Linked DNA regions of Mus musculus: region 2 is linked to region 1. Evidence: chromatin contacts called from public HiChIP or PLAC-seq data. All regions are on one chromosome and are shown on one strand. The core of a region is the stretch at or near the end of the contact, and the rest is flanking DNA. Distances in the headings are between cores, read along the strand shown.

Region 1 (2,977 bases), core at 337-2,836:
GGGAATGCCAGGGCAGTGAGTTGAGAGTGGGTGGGTGGGGGAGCATCCTCATAGAAGCAGGGGGAGGAGGAATGGGATAGGGGGTTTACCGAGGGGAAACTGGGAAAGGGGATGATAACTTTTGATTTTTTTGGGGGGGGGGCAGGGGGTTTGAGACAGGGTTTCTCTGTATAGCCCTGGCTGTCCTGGAACTCACTTTGTAGACCAGGCTGGCCTCGAACTCAGAAATCCGCCTGCCTCTGCCTCCTGAGTGACTTTTTTTTTTCAATTGGATATTTTATTTATTTACATTCCAAATGTTATCATCCAGCCGGGCTGTGGTGGTGCACACCTTTAATCCCAGCACTTGGGAGGCAGAGGCAGGTGGATTTCTGAGTTCGAGGCCAGCCTGGTCTACAAAGTGAGTTCCAGGACAGCCAGGGCTACACAGAGAAACCCTGTCTTGAAAAACTAAAAAAAAAAAAAGTTCAAGACAAACCTGGGCTACATATACAAATCAAGGCTCTGTCCCCCTTTTATGCATCCCAAAAGAAAAGAAATTTACTCAAAGCCATTTGTTACAGTGCAACAGAGACCAATAATCAGCAGCTTTTAAACCATACTGTTTGCAAAGTGTCGGCATATCAGGCCATCAGTAATGGGAAATAGGTCAGCCTTAATTAACAGATCAATTCCAAGAAATGTATAGTCCAAGTCATAGATAGATTTTAATCTTTGCCTTATCCCCTGATCTACCTACCCCCCCCCCCAAGGTCTAGGCATGTCCTCATGCTCTTAGACACATAACTAAGATGCCACCAGCCACTCAGTCTGGTCCACGAGTACCCCACCCCCTTAAATTGCCCAATCACGGCTCAGAGACCTGCCCTTCCCAATGCCCAGGCTCCTACCACGCCCTGGTTCACGACCCGCCCCTACACCACTAGGATTCTGAGGCTGCCCCAACAACTATCCAACTAACTCCGCCCTTGCTGTCCAATTTGGCCCCGCCCCACCCAGATCACTCACTCTCCTAACCCCGCCTCCTCCTGGCCTAGGCCCCGCCCCGGCCCGGCTGGCCTCAGGGCTACACTCTGGCCCGGTTCGGCCCGCTCCCGGCGCTCCCGCCCACCGCCGCTCTCACCTGGATCTCCTGACAGGCCGAGGCGGCCCTCCGGCCTTCCGCCTGCTTCTCCTCGATCAGCCCCAGCCCCAGCCCGAAGGCCAGGAAGACCGCTCGGCCGCAAGGGCCTGCGCCGCCCCGGGCCCGCACCATGAACTGCCTCTGGATCCGCGCCGCCAGCCCAGCTACCGACTGGCGGAAGAAGCGGTAGCGGTCCGGGAGGGGGAGCCCGACCGGCCGAGGCTGTGCTCCGGGGCTTACGACCTGGCCTGGGCGCTCTCCGCGGCCCCAGGCCGCCGCGGGGCCGGGCTTCCCCCAGCCGAACAGCGGGCCGGGCTTGGGCGCGAAGCGCAGCAGCAGCGCCCGACCCAGCTGCAGGCCTCGGCCCAGTGCCTGTCGCACCGCCATGGTGGCGCGGTGACCGGAGCCAGCTGCCACCGCCACAAACGTCTGGGACAACAACAAACTTCGGGGGCGGCGCCTGTGCGCAAGCGCGGGGGGCGGTCCCCGGCAGTTCTCCTGCGCAGCACGCGGGGGCGCTACCCGCTCATCCCTGCATCCCTTGGTGCAGCTGGTTTGCACTTTGAACCCAGGTCGAGGGGTTGTGAACAACTTCACTGGTCCTGGTTAAGATGAGACGTTGAGCCAGGAAACTAATATTTGTTATCAGTCACCGATCCAGGCCCTTTACACCTGTTAGCTAGTTTGACTGTCCCCCCCATGATATGAGTGCCAATTTTGTAGATAAGCGACTGTGGTGTTTCCAGATTGCTTGCAGGTATTAGAGTTGAGGTTGAAGTTCACACTGCCCTGGCTATCGAGGGAAGACCTTGGCTCTTCTCCCCCACTCCCAAGTGCTCTCATGCTCCTGTACAGACAGGTTGGAGGTTCCGGGGCTTAGATCTTGGAGGGAAATCTTGACCAAAGGCCATAATTTATGCACCAGTGGGTGCAGGAGCTGAGGTCTGAGACTGACTGGGAGACTTAACCAGAAGCCACCCAGATGCTTAATAAATCCCTATGACTTAAACTGCTTGTTACGAATAGCTAGCTGATAATAAGGTTATTAACCCTGTTACTATTTTTACTCATTTTATTTTACTTTATTTGAGACAAGGCCTTGCATAGCCCTGGTTGGCTTGGAATTCTTCCTGTAGACTAGGATGGCCCTCTGGAGTGTGGGGATTACAGGTATATACCACCACATCAGGCTGAATAATCTTTTTGCTTGTCTCTGACTTAAGCATAATTTTGTGTGTGTGTGTGTGTGTGTGTGTGTGTAAAATCACATAATACCAAATACTGGTCATCCAGTGAAATTTTTAATTTTTTTCAAAGCCTATTTTTTTTGGGGGGGGGGGGTGTTGAGACAGGGTTTCTCTGTATAGCCCTGGCTCTCCTGGAGCTCACTCTGTAGACCAGGCTGGCCTCGAACTCAGAAATCCACCTGCCTCTGCCTCCCAAGTGCGGGATTAAAGGCGTGTGCCACCACTGCCCAGCCTTCAAAGCCTATTTTAAATGATGGTTCTTCAATGCTTTAACCTCTCTTTTAACCCACTACCCACCAGAGGTAGTGTTGGGAGCCGCCCCCACATTCGCCGTCACAAGATGGCGCTGACATCCTGTGTTCTAAGTGGTAAACAAATAATCTGCGCATGTGCCAAGGGTATTTTACGACTACTTGTACTCTGCCTTTCCCGTGAACGTCAGCTCGGCCATGGGCTGCAGCCAATCAGGGAGTGATGCGTCCTAGGCGAAATATAACTCTCCTAAAAAGGGGACGGGTTTTCCGCCATTCTCTCTCGCTGGCATCTCTCTGGCTCTGCGCGCCCTGCGCTCTCTCGCTGCCTAAAGATGTAAACAATAGAGCGCGCT
Region 2 (2,977 bases), core at 326-2,825, 400 kb after region 1:
TTAACAGTCAAACTTGAGTGTGTGCGTGTCGTTGCTATACCTTTTGGTACTCTGTATAATTAGCCGTGTTCAGGGGGTGTCATATTCAAGACACCCTGGTCATAAGATAACATGACTTGCAAGCTATCTCAAGAGAAAAACCTCAATTATGACTAATTCTCATAAGCCCACTCAAGGCTATTTCGAGACTAACACCTCCTTCAGGTAAAGCCGTTACACCCAACCTGCTTTTATAACCCACCGCCTCCTACCCAGCACAGAGACCATCTGTTACACAGAGGGAACACCAGCTCCCACCCCCACCCAGAAGGAGGGCAGGATGCTACAGGAAACAGGTGTTTGGAGAACGGCAGCCATGGCGCCTTCAGAGATACACACACACACACCCTGGGTCCCAAACTCTACCTTTGCCCTCTGTCTAGGCTCCTGCGACAGCACAATCCCTGCATGGCTCATTTATTTCATCACCTCTAGGGCCTGGCAGACACTCAACTACAAAGTGATTTGACAACGTCTAGGCGTAGGCATCCATCACGCTGCCAGCAGAAGAGACAAGTAGCCTGTTTACTTAAACACAATAGCTAGGAGGCAGACGCCTGCTAGGAAGCAGGAAACAAAACACGGGCCACTATTTTCAAGATGTTGCCCTCCAGAAGGGCAGGTGCCCATTCCTTAGGATTATCACCACACGAACAGGAAGGAAGGGACATTGGATACAAATGAAATCAAGATTCCCGTGGTTTTCCAATGGTGCCCACAAGCCACCATAGGGTCAGACCATGGTACTTCACAGCCCAAATCTAAACCTACAGCGCAAGCAGCAAAATACACCCTCCTACGAACCATCTGCTGGCATATACCGGGACATGTACACGTGCATTGGTCTTTTAAAATTGTTTATCAGTTACTACCACCCACTGCCGCCACCCCATAGTCCCCAGCCTGGCTTACAAAATTAAACTCTGTAAAGGAACCAACCCCGGGGGATGGAGGGGGAGAGAGGGAGAGAGAGAGGATCGAAACCACTCGCTATGCTACCCCAAACCAGAGATTACAATGTGGGAAACCACAAGCCACCAAGTGAGTGAAGAGAGAGAACCGGGGTTGATTCCAGGATAGAAGGGCGGGCGAGGGGGTTGGGGAGAGGCCTCTATTATTTCCGTGGTCTGGCAGGTCTGGAAGCAAAGCTTCAAGTGCAGAAGGAAGAGGAGTGTTCCGGGAATGGCAGAAAGGTCTGGAACGTGAATGCAGACCTGGGTAAAGGGCACTTGGAGCTGTGGGAGGCTCCCTGCAGCTCCTGCCTCTGCACATGACCCCGACTCCCTTCTCTCTCTTTGGATCTGGGTCCAGGGACTGGCTTGTAGACGCCCCTCCCAGGAGATTCCCTTAGCTGCTGCAGACTCAGGCTCCAGCCAGGTTGGCTCTGTCCCTGGGGAGGGCCACTCAAATGCCTGCCTCTCAGTTTCTGGGGACCCACAGCGGGCCTCTCACCTCGCAGCTCAGCTCCATCCGCCTCCGGTGCCTGGCTGCGACCAGCTGGTAAACAGCCCTGTCTCCCTGGCAACCGCCAAGGGGTGGGGGCCACGTGCTTCCGGTGGGACCGGAACCTGCCTGACCTGGACCGCAAGCTGAATTGGACTAGGGCACGGAGGGCGGAGGGGCAGAGGTGGTTCACGGATTCCAGGCTCAGGACCTTGGTGTGGCCCTGCCCCATGGAGGCCACAGGGCCCTGGGCCTGGACCCCTGCCATTGGAACTCTTCTTCCTGACCTGGCCTGACTCTTGTGTCTCCTGGGGAATGTGCGTTCAGGGGAGAGGGAGCCCTGCCCTGGAGTCGGGGGTAGGGACCAGGAACAAATCCCTGTCAATCCTTGGCCTGACTTTGCCAGTGTCCTTGTTTTAAACAGGGTTGTGCAACTGTTTTAAAACGAGACCCTTAGAATCTGGGTGGTGATTTTTTTAGGGTATGTTGTCATGGGGGTTCCCACCCCCAGGCCACCAGTCTTGTGATCACCACCTGTATCTCCTATTTCCTCCTTAAGGGTCTAACTATATACAGTCAGCAACTCCAGCCACTTCACCGCGTTTCCCAACAGCTTTGAGTTTTGGAGGCCGGCAGCCTGACTGCTTTCTCAGAAGCTATGGTCCACTACCTCAGCCATTCTGTTGGTAAGAGTCCTCCTGGCCCTACTGTCATCCCATCAGTGTGATGGATGCCTTAGCTGGAATCTGTCCAACCCACACCGAGCCATGACATGTCACACACATGAGACCCTCTGCCCTCCCTGGCCAGCCTTCTGTTTCCTGCCCTCTCCAATAGCTATTTCAAATCCTATCTGTCCTCTAAAAACCTCCCACATGCCGTCTTCCTTCCTCCCTCCCTGTGGGATGACAGTCTCCTGCCCTCTGCAAAGGAAAATAGAAACCATTGAATGTGAACCTTCTTAGTTGTCTGCTGTCAGACCAGAGGGCTCCCAGCCTTTGCACGATTGCTCTCTTGCCTCTGGTCTGTTAGAATGGTCATCTGATCCCATCCCTGTTAGCTGTCTCTGAGGTGCTTCCCAACCACAGCCACACACACGCACACACGCACACACACGCGCGCGCGCACACACACACATACACACACACACACACATACACACACACTCTCCCCCTCCCTAGGCCCAATATCCTTGCTTCTGTTGAAACCTTGACTTAAATGAAGACTCTTCCCTAGTTTAGCCTGTCCCTTCACTTGCCCAATTCCTCCCTGTCTTTGTTCCAATCTAATCAACTCTTCCTTCCAAGCTGGCATTAAGATGACTTTAAAGCTGAGAAGTGACAGCGCATTCCTTTAATCCCGACACTCAGGAGGAAGAGGTAGGCGGATCTCTGAGTTCAAGGCCAGCCTGGTCTACAGAGCAAGTTCAAGAACAGTCATGACTACATAGGGAGACCCTGTCTCAAAAACAAAACAAAACAAACAAACAAGAAAA

What was found. HiChIP or PLAC-seq counts read pairs in DNA pulled down with a chosen protein or histone mark.
Region 2: a contact with region 1 is called in an H3K27ac HiChIP or PLAC-seq map of large pre-B cells, with 4 times the contacts expected there. The contact joins the promoter of Ubxn10 here to the promoter of Pink1 in region 1. A contact is called at or near these places in 2 of 39 promoter capture datasets (hippocampal neurons and stem cell-derived epiblast-like cells) and 2 of 115 datasets of contacts at active chromatin or transcription factors (large pre-B cells and pancreatic cancer cells).

The regions. Positions count from the first base shown.
Region 1 is chr4:138,324,710-138,327,686 of GRCm38.p6, forward strand. It overlaps Pink1 (PTEN induced putative kinase 1), which reads right to left and starts at 1,587. Exons shown (of 8, transcript NM_026880.2): 1 at 1,124-1,587. The coding sequence starts at 1,510.
Region 2 is chr4:138,723,690-138,726,666 of GRCm38.p6, forward strand. Ubxn10 (UBX domain protein 10) reads right to left here and starts at 1,576. Exons shown (of 2, transcript NM_178671.5): 1 at 1,492-1,576. It overlaps Pla2g2c (phospholipase A2, group IIC), which reads left to right and starts at 1,636. Exons shown (of 6, transcript NM_008868.3): 1 at 1,636-1,799; 2 at 2,042-2,168.